Linked DNA regions of Mus musculus: all the other regions are linked to region 2. The links are chromatin contacts, called in public Micro-C and promoter capture Hi-C maps. All regions are on one chromosome and are shown on one strand. Each heading gives the region's core, a stretch centred on a gene start, on an enhancer-like site or on the middle of the called end of the contact. The rest is flanking DNA. Distances are from core to core; before and after follow the strand shown. Region 1 holds the start of Tnfrsf13b (tumor necrosis factor receptor superfamily, member 13b). Region 2 holds the start of Usp22 (ubiquitin specific peptidase 22). Region 3 holds the start of Aldh3a1 (aldehyde dehydrogenase family 3, subfamily A1).

What was found. Promoter capture Hi-C pulls out the DNA fragments that hold promoters and counts their contacts. Hi-C and Micro-C count contacts between places; a contact is called where the count stands out from the background.
Region 1: a promoter capture Hi-C map of macrophages shows a contact between it and region 2, with 5 read pairs. The contact joins the promoter of Tnfrsf13b here to the promoter of Usp22 in region 2. A contact is called at or near these places in 3 of 39 promoter capture datasets (the 3T3-L1 cell line, macrophages and trophoblast stem cells), 9 of 484 Hi-C or Micro-C datasets (B cells, bone marrow-derived dendritic cells, bone marrow-derived macrophages and 4 more), 8 of 115 datasets of contacts at active chromatin or transcription factors (the 230-238 cell line, CD8 T cells, the HPC-7 cell line and 4 more) and 4 of 9 other capture datasets (adipose tissue, embryonic stem cells, liver and 1 more).
Region 3: a contact with region 2 is called in a Micro-C map of muscle stem cells, with 4 times the contacts expected there. The contact joins the promoter of Aldh3a1 here to the promoter of Usp22 in region 2. A contact is called at or near these places in 1 of 39 promoter capture datasets (macrophages), 1 of 484 Hi-C or Micro-C datasets (muscle stem cells), 5 of 115 datasets of contacts at active chromatin or transcription factors (embryonic fibroblasts, embryonic stem cells, microglia and 1 more) and 2 of 9 other capture datasets (adipose tissue and pancreatic islet).

What each region holds. Positions count from the first base shown.
Region 1 is chr11:61,125,354-61,128,065 of GRCm38.p6, forward strand. It overlaps Tnfrsf13b (tumor necrosis factor receptor superfamily, member 13b), which reads left to right and starts at 1,402. Exons shown (of 5, transcript NM_021349.3): 1 at 1,402-1,462.
Region 2 is chr11:61,173,695-61,176,394 of GRCm38.p6, forward strand. It overlaps Usp22 (ubiquitin specific peptidase 22), which reads right to left and starts at 1,365. Exons shown (of 13, transcript NM_001004143.4): 1 at 1,021-1,365. The coding sequence starts at 1,191.
Region 3 is chr11:61,207,466-61,210,165 of GRCm38.p6, forward strand. Aldh3a1 (aldehyde dehydrogenase family 3, subfamily A1) reads left to right here and starts at 1,277. Exons shown (of 11, transcript NM_001112725.1): 1 at 1,277-1,316.

The sequences.
Region 1 (2,712 bases), core at 152-2,651, 48 kb before region 2:
TACGTGTCTGTGCATCACACTTATGTCTGGGGGTCCCTGGAGACTGGAAGAGGGTATTGGATCCCCTGGAACCCAAGTTACAGATGTTTGTGAGCTATCCTGTGGGTGCTGGGAGCTGTACCCAGGTTCTCTGTAGGGCAGCGTCAGTGCACGTACCTGCTGGGCCTTCGCTCTAGGCCATGACTTCTTTTTCTTTTGTTTGTTTGTTTGTTTGTTTGTTTGTTTGAGGCAATGTTTTTTTCTGTAGCCCAGGCTGTCCTGGAACTAGCTCTGTAGACCAGGCTAGCAGAGAACTCAGGAGGCTGCCGGCCTCTGTCTCTCAAATGCTGGGATTAACGGCGTGTGCCACCACATCCAGCCAGACTTCCATTTTTATACATAAAGTTCTCCAGTTCCATCCGTGTTCATACAAATGGCAGGATTTCCTTCTCTTTTGAGAATGAAGAGAATCCCATTGTCCACACACATCCACTGAAGACATGCAGATTGCCTCTGTATCTGGGCTACTGTGAACAGTACTACAGTGAACTTGGGAGTGCAGTTGTTAGACTTTCTTATCCCTGCAGGATTCTGAAGACCAGGGAGTCTAAGCAATGAAGTTGATGCTGTAGCATTGATTCTTCATGTCATATATTGGACATGGAGTTCTCAGTCACTGTGTGCTGAGAACTTGCTATAAGAAGGGGCCTGTGGTGGCCAGGCGTTGAGGAGCACACCTGAAATCCCAGCCCTCTGGAGTCTGAGACAGGAGGCTCTTGAGACAGACAACATAGTGACACCTGTGTCAAAGGAACTAAAAGCCAGACAAAGAACAAGTGACTGTGTGAACTCATGTCATTCTCACAATGACTCAAGGGCCCACTTTTCAAATGAGGGCATGGAGGTACGAGACAATTTATATACAAGTCCTTACCAAGGTATCAGACCCTGAAGCAAAACCCAGATCTACAGGGACTGCACGTAACACCTAACGTCCTGGGAGCAATCACAGATGGCTTCGTGGGAGAGGTGACATCTCAACTGATCATTGAAAAAGAGACAGCAAGAACTGACCAGGCAGCAGCACAGGATGTAATGGTCCAAGAGGAGGGAAGGCTATGTGGGGAGGACAAGAGCTGTTTGGACATCCTAGCCTGGAGAGTGGGCAGTGGGCAGTGGACAGGAACCAGGCGCAGGAGCCGGGCCAGAGAAGATCTAGAAGTGTCAAAGCCCTGTCATTAATACAACCAGGCTAAGCCCTCACTGCTAAGCCAAAAGCGACAGGTCGCTTACCTGTCCTCCCTGGACTAAAGCGCAGGCGCAGGTCAGCAGGGTGGCTTATTTACATCCCCAGGTCGAAGGGGAAAACCCAGGAAGTGTGGCCTAGGCCTAACAAAATCTCAGGCTAATAATAAACGCCCTGAGTAATGAGTGGTGTAGGCCAGGGCAGGCAGGAGGCTGGAGCTGTTGGCGCAGGAGCGTGGTGAGTAGCCAGCCGTGGTGGGTGAGGGCCAAGAGGGTGCTCCGGGGGCTGGAGATCTAGCAGTGCCACCACGGCACAAGCTAAGGCTACTCAGCTTTGGGACAGCTTCAGTCCTGCACACGGAAGAGGCCTCCGGGGGTCAGGTCTTGCCTGCCAGTGGGGTCAGCCAAACAGGCAGGAACCTTCTTTTTTCTATCCACGTGCTCCAGATTTGTTTCCTTGTGCCCCTGGATTAGTTTGAAGTGAATCTGGTAAATTTTGGATGCCTCGAGATGCAGCATTTAGATCTCTGCCCGCACTTAACTGCTGTGAATTTCTAAGAACTCTTAATATCGTGACGCGCCTACGAGCACAGGTGTTGAGCGCGAAGTGCTGATGATGTGTGTCCTCGGTGGGCAGATTCAAATCAGACCTTCATGGCCCTCAGGAGAAAAGTGGGTTCTGTATTTCAGACTCTACCTATCCCCATCTGCCTTCTTATTTTTCTTGCTGATTTTTGCTGATGAATCAGAGCTGTTTATCCTATAGTGTTAAAGAGTTTCCTTAAAGAGTTTCCTCCAAGCTGGGCGGTGGTGGCGAACGCCTTTAATCCCAGCATTCGGGAGGCAGAGACAGGCGGATTTCTGTATTTCTGAGTTCGAGGCCAGCCTGGTCTACAAAGTAAGTTCCAGGATAGCCAGGGCTACACAGAGAAACCCTGTCTCGAAAAACCAAAAAAAAAAAAAAAAAGTTTCCTCCAAGGCAAAGTCATCAGGACCCACCACTCACAGCAGCTCTCGACCCATCCCCCTACCCAAGCTAGACTCAGGCAGGCCTTTGCTAGGATTTCCATCTCTGTCCAGCAACCATGTCCACCAAGGATGCGAATGAGTTTCACAGAGAATCGCAAGAGGTGATGGTCAGGAGCCATCTTGACCCAAAAGGAAATGTCAGAGGACCTGGGACCAGCAGTTAGGAATCAGGGAAGAATGTTCTGGAACCCACATTAGCTTTCCAGTGCTTCAGTGAGAGCCCAGACAGGTGGAGAGTTCAAGTCACTGCTGTTCTTAGTTTGCACACTGGCCCTTGGCCTCGGATAAGTCTCTTCTCTTCACCTACAAAATGGGCCTCAAACCGCAAATCTGCAGTCAACCCTTCAGACCCTCTTGAAAAGTGACATTCAAAGGTTCTGGGAAGTTAGAAAAAAATCCTCTACCTTATTTCAGTATTTTAAATAATTTAACATTTAAAATAATTATTTTAATATTTAT
Region 2 (2,700 bases), core at 115-2,614:
GCGCACGCCTTTAATCCCAGCACTCGGGAGGCAGAGGTAGGCGGATTTCTGAGTTCGAAGCCAGCCAGGGCTACACAGAGAAACCCTGTCTCGAAAAACCAAAAAGAAAAGAAAAAAGAAAAAAGAAAAGAACGCCAAGGGCTATAGAGAGAAGTCCTGCCTCGAGAAACTAAAGAGGGAGAGTTTGATGCTTAACATGAAACACCCAGCAGATTTGTCAGTTCTCCCGTTATAAAATGCTACTCAAGATAGAAACAATCAAAATTTTCTATTCCACTTTTCACCTTCAAAATCAAATTGTAATTATGAAGTTTTTTTTAAATTAGAAAATAATGTTTTCCCATCTCCAAATCACTAATAAAATCATCATAGTTGCTGAGATTTACAGGACCCAAAACAACAAAATAGCCACTCTCGAAGGCTGCGGTTGTCAATCACCTCCTACGTCCTAAAAATCTCGCTTCTCAACTCGAGTGCGCGGAGGCCCTGCCAGCCTCAGGTGTCCGCGAAGGGTCTCAGCCCCGGGAACGAGCTGTTATCCACGGAACTACCCTGCAGACCCCAGGCCCCCACCACTACCTTTACAGACAAATACTCCTCAATGGAATGTCCAGACAGATCTTCCTCCTCCTACTCAGATACCCCTCCCCCTCCCATCGTGGGTTCCACCGCCACACTCCCAACAGCGTCCACTAGGTGGTCCCTGGACCCCTCCCAGCACCGTGATGCTTCCTCTAGCCCCCTCCCTGCACCACGACGCTTCCTCTAGCCCCCTCCCCACGTTGCGAGGTTCTCCTTAGTCCCCCTTCCTGCACCGGGATGCTTCCTCTAGCCCCTTCCCTGCACCGCGAGGCTTCGCCTTGCCCATTCCTCGGCCCCACCCCCTCACGGCAAGGCTTCCCCTCACGCCCTCCCCGCAAGGCCAGGCTCCCTCCCCACGACTACCAGGCTTCCCCTCTCCCTCTCCCACCTACACTCCCCGCTTCCCAGCCCGCAGAGCGGCGCAAGCCTTGGGCTCACCTTGCGCTTGCGAGCCTCGGCAGTTCCGCTCCACACGAAGCACTGGTAGATGGCCCGCAGGTTTTGCTTCCAGTTGTCCACCTTGAAGCTGCCCAGGTGCGAGCAGCCAGGCGGCGGTACCGCCAGCTCAGCGTCCATGGCCTCGACCTCAGGCTCCGGCCTGGCCACCATGGCGGGCAAGGCCCGGGCGCGCGGGGCAGGCGGCGACGGGGGCGAGGACGACGCCAGGGCGGCGAGAACAAAGCTGGGGGACAAAGACCGCGTTGAGAACTCAGGCAGGCTACAGCAGCACCCACCGCACGCGCAGCACCCTCTGACTTCGAGGAGGGCGGGGCGAGGCTGGGCGGGACAGGGCGGAGCTGTCCGCGGGAAAGGATAACGTCACCCAGGCCGGCGGCCTTAGTGCGCAGGCTCCGCTGCTCTAGACCCCGCCTATCAGCCCTCCTCTCGCCCGCTGGCTCCAGAGAAAAGCCGAAGGCCTCGGGTTGGGTCAACAGGGTCCCGCCCTCGCGTCACACCATTGGTGGTTTGCCGGTCTAAGACACGGTCTGCGCCTATTATAGGCTTTCGAACCGCCTCCGGAGACGCCAGCGATTTGACGTTTCGAGTCTCTCCTTGGAAGGCGGGGCGTGCTGAGGATTGGGTAAAACTGAGTGTCAGTCAGGCCACTGAACCGGTTTGCACCGGCCTGAGCTCTGCCGCAAAGAGGCGGGGCGACGGAGGGGTGGGGCAGGGTAGGGCCTGCGTCTGCGAGTTCTCTGAAAGGAGGGTTTCTAGGTTCTGTTTGTTGGTCCTTGGAGTTCCTAGTGTGGGCGTTTCTGCAGAGACTGCCATCTTGGCGACTGTGTTGGGTACCGCAATGCCACAGCTGGAGATTGGGCGTGGCAAGAATACAGATCTTCCCTTCCCTAGGATATTATTCAGCGTTATCCTATTGAACTAGAATGCCAACTGGTATACGAATTTTTTTAGTGGCTACATTTTGTACAATATTTTGCACCAAGAAAGATAAAATTAATTTTAACAAGCAGTCAAATAAAGACAGAATATCAAGTCAAATTTTTACATTGGCTTTGAAATATCGTGTTATACAGGTTTGGTATAGCAATTCAATTTGTACTAGCCACATTACACTCTATTATTAAGTAGGAACAGTATAGAGCTATGATGCATTTAGCTCTCCTATCTGAGGGTTACACAGATGTGCAGCAAACCAACTCAGAAGAGAAAATATTGATCTTCTGCCCTACAAATTGTATATACCGAGTAAATAGACACCTCTCTCCTGTTATACCTTAAACAGGATAACAGCTAGGTGTCAAACTCAGGCAGACAGGTACCCATGATGTGGAGCAGTGAAATAATTCTCCAAGACAGAAAAGGCAGAAGAAGTAGAGAGTTCATCGGTGTACTGCAGTAACAGCAGCTAGCAGACAAGACAGCCGAGAAAAATTGCCGACAGGCATTTTGATGTCATGGTTCCGAGGAGCAATTGCAGTTGTGGCTTGTCCAATGAGTACCAGCTTGGTCTTAGAGCAGTGATGGTCGTATTCAGGCTTAGATATGGCTTAGCATGCTATCTTAGTTGGCATTTGAGTATCACCCAGAGAGGAGTTACAGCATAGAGAAGGGGGTGGGTGGGGGTTGGTGTGTCTGTGTATATGAATATTTTGGGAGCTA
Region 3 (2,700 bases), core at 27-2,526, 34 kb after region 2:
CAGGGCCACCATGAACAAAGTAGCACAAAATTAGGTCAAGAAGAGGAAATTATGTGGTAACCACGGTATGCATGGGCAGCTGCTGGCCTCATGTGGCACGCTGTTTTCCTTTCTCCTCTCCTTTCCTTGTGATGATCAGAGGGGGACCCTTTATGATAAGGTAAAGAGCAAATGCAAAAGGCACTAAGTCAGTAGTTAGCCCCAGGTGTTGGTTACTGGAATGTGTGTGTTGTGCCTTGCTGCAGCCGCTGCTATGGCACAAAACCAACGGACAAGAGAAATTTCCAACTCCATTATAATCTTATTACCGATAACTGTAGACACAGGGTGCCAGAGGGCATAGCTGCTCTGGAGGAAAAGACTGACAGGACAAAGTGTTGCTATGTGATATGATGTTGGAGCAGAGCCATGGCGTGTGCAGATTTCGGGGAGAGCAAGAACACAGGCTTGGTGGGAACTTGTCCTTTCAGAGAACTGAAATGCAAAAACAGTGGGTGGGTGAGAGGGCAAAGGGGCCTGGTAGAAAGAGGTCGAGGAGCCCCGTGACAGAGCAGTTGTGGGCTGTGCCGATGGTGGTGACTCATGTCACCCTATACACCACAGTGTGGCACAGGCCAGGGGCTCAGAGAACACTGGCTAAACATACAGAAAGGGACTTCCAGGTTCTGTCCTCCCTGGGTGATACAGAGAGGAAATTCCTGGCAGTTCTGGTGGGGCCTGGCCATGTTTTCCACTAATCTTTGAGGGAACAGATCCACTTACTACTGGGGATGCCTTTAGACATCTCCAACCAGTAGGTTGTGTCTGTGCCTCAGTGGGACCCTTGTGCATACGGCGGTGACAGAGTGGGATGTGATTTTTCTGCCTTTCTTGGGTGCTGTGCCCACAACTGCGTGACTGCGGCTTACACGCTGTAGACCTTACATAACAGGGGACGCAGGGACCAGCATCTGGCAAAAGCAGGAAAAGCATGAACTCCATGCCAGGCTGGATTACTCAGTGGCCCCCACGCCCAGGGCAAACACAGGCTTCTTTTGAGGGCTGGCTAAGAGCCCACACAAACTTTCACAGGCCCATCTTGCATTTCAGAACAGAACAAAACAGACAGCCCAAGACACAATCTTCAAAACCCGTGTGAAGCAGAGGTCTGGATTATGCTGCACCCACATTTGAATATTGTTTTATCTTCGTCACGCGAACTTCCTGGGGAAGGACTCTGAGGTCCAAGTGGGCGGGGAGAAGGGTCCTTAAATGTGTTCTCTCTTGGCTCTTGCTTATTCCAGGAGTTCCAGCTGCTGGAGAGGACTGTGTAGAAGGTAACCTACCCCATCTCTCTTACTTCGTCTCTAGATGGGAGCAGACAAGTACATATAGCCTGCTTGGAGCGAGGACTTTGAAAGGCTGAGACTTGCGTCCACTCTGAGGGCAACTAGTCCAGACTCTGACAGGTCAGCATTTCCTGACTGGGTGCACTGAATGCCAAGCACCAGAGGTCTGTCACCTTCCGACATTGGACCAAGAGAGTCCCAGAGACCCTCAAAGACACAGGAACAGAGGTGTCCTTTGGGTGAGAGACCTGTGCCCTGCCAAGCCTCTCAGCCCCTAGAAAGGCGGCAGGGCTGAGTAGCTGAGTGTGTGCAACTTGGGAGCAGCCTGATTTCAGTGCTTGTCACCTGTGAGGGCAAAGGCAGCATGCTTAATGCCATCAGTCCTACTCTTCTCACCCGTGGAACAGACGCATAACTGACCTTTTTTCGTGACCACTATTAGGGTGCATTTAAAAATCAATCTCTCTCTTTTCTGCTCCTCTTTCTCCACCTTCCCTCATGTGTGTGTCTGTGTGTGTGTGTTTCTGTGTGTGTGTGCGTGCACCATACAGGTATATGTGCCATGACATGTGTGCAGGTCAGTAGACAGCCTTGGTTGTCAGTCCCTGCCTTCTACTTTGTTCAAGGCAGGGTCTATTCTTTATTATTGACTGCTATCCAGGTACACCAAGACAGTTGGCCTGTGAGGTTCCAGGGAGTCTCCTGTCTCTGGCCCCCATCTTATAGCAGGAGTTGTGAGATTTCAGAAATGTGCACCCACATCTAGCTTTATTTGGCATCTTGGCACCCAAACTTGGGTTCTCATGCTTTCCAAGCAAGGACTTCACCCACTGAACCATCTCACCAGCTCCACTATGGCGGTTTTCTGAAACTGAAGGGAGTGGGGAGAAGGCGCTGAGTGTGAACGGGTCTGGAAGGCGGGTATAACCTTTAAGGCTGGCTGGTTCTGAGAGAGGAAAGCCGGCTTGTGTCCCATTCAGGTGCCAGGTGCAGCATCAAATGTGGCTCCACCCAACGGTCAGTAACTCCGCAGACAGCACCGTGGTTAACTGCCTCACAGAGGGGGCCCAGGGACCTAGTTCCTTAAAGCCCACTTAGTTTTGAGAGACGACATGGAGGGGCAAGCCCAGCCCTGTCCAGCTGCATTCACACGAGGCCCTTCTCCTCCGAGGACCCTACCTTTGTGTTTAGTGGCTGAGGCTGTGTGGCTCTGCTTGAAGCTCTGGCTATCAGGAAGGACCTGGCCCACCGGCTGGCAGGACAAACTGGCCCAGTGAAGGCACTGTCCGGTCTCCTGGTGGATCACAAGGAAAGGGGCGTGGCATGTCCAGATTTGAACCCTGGATGCCTCTTCCCAGGGTAGGAAGTCTAA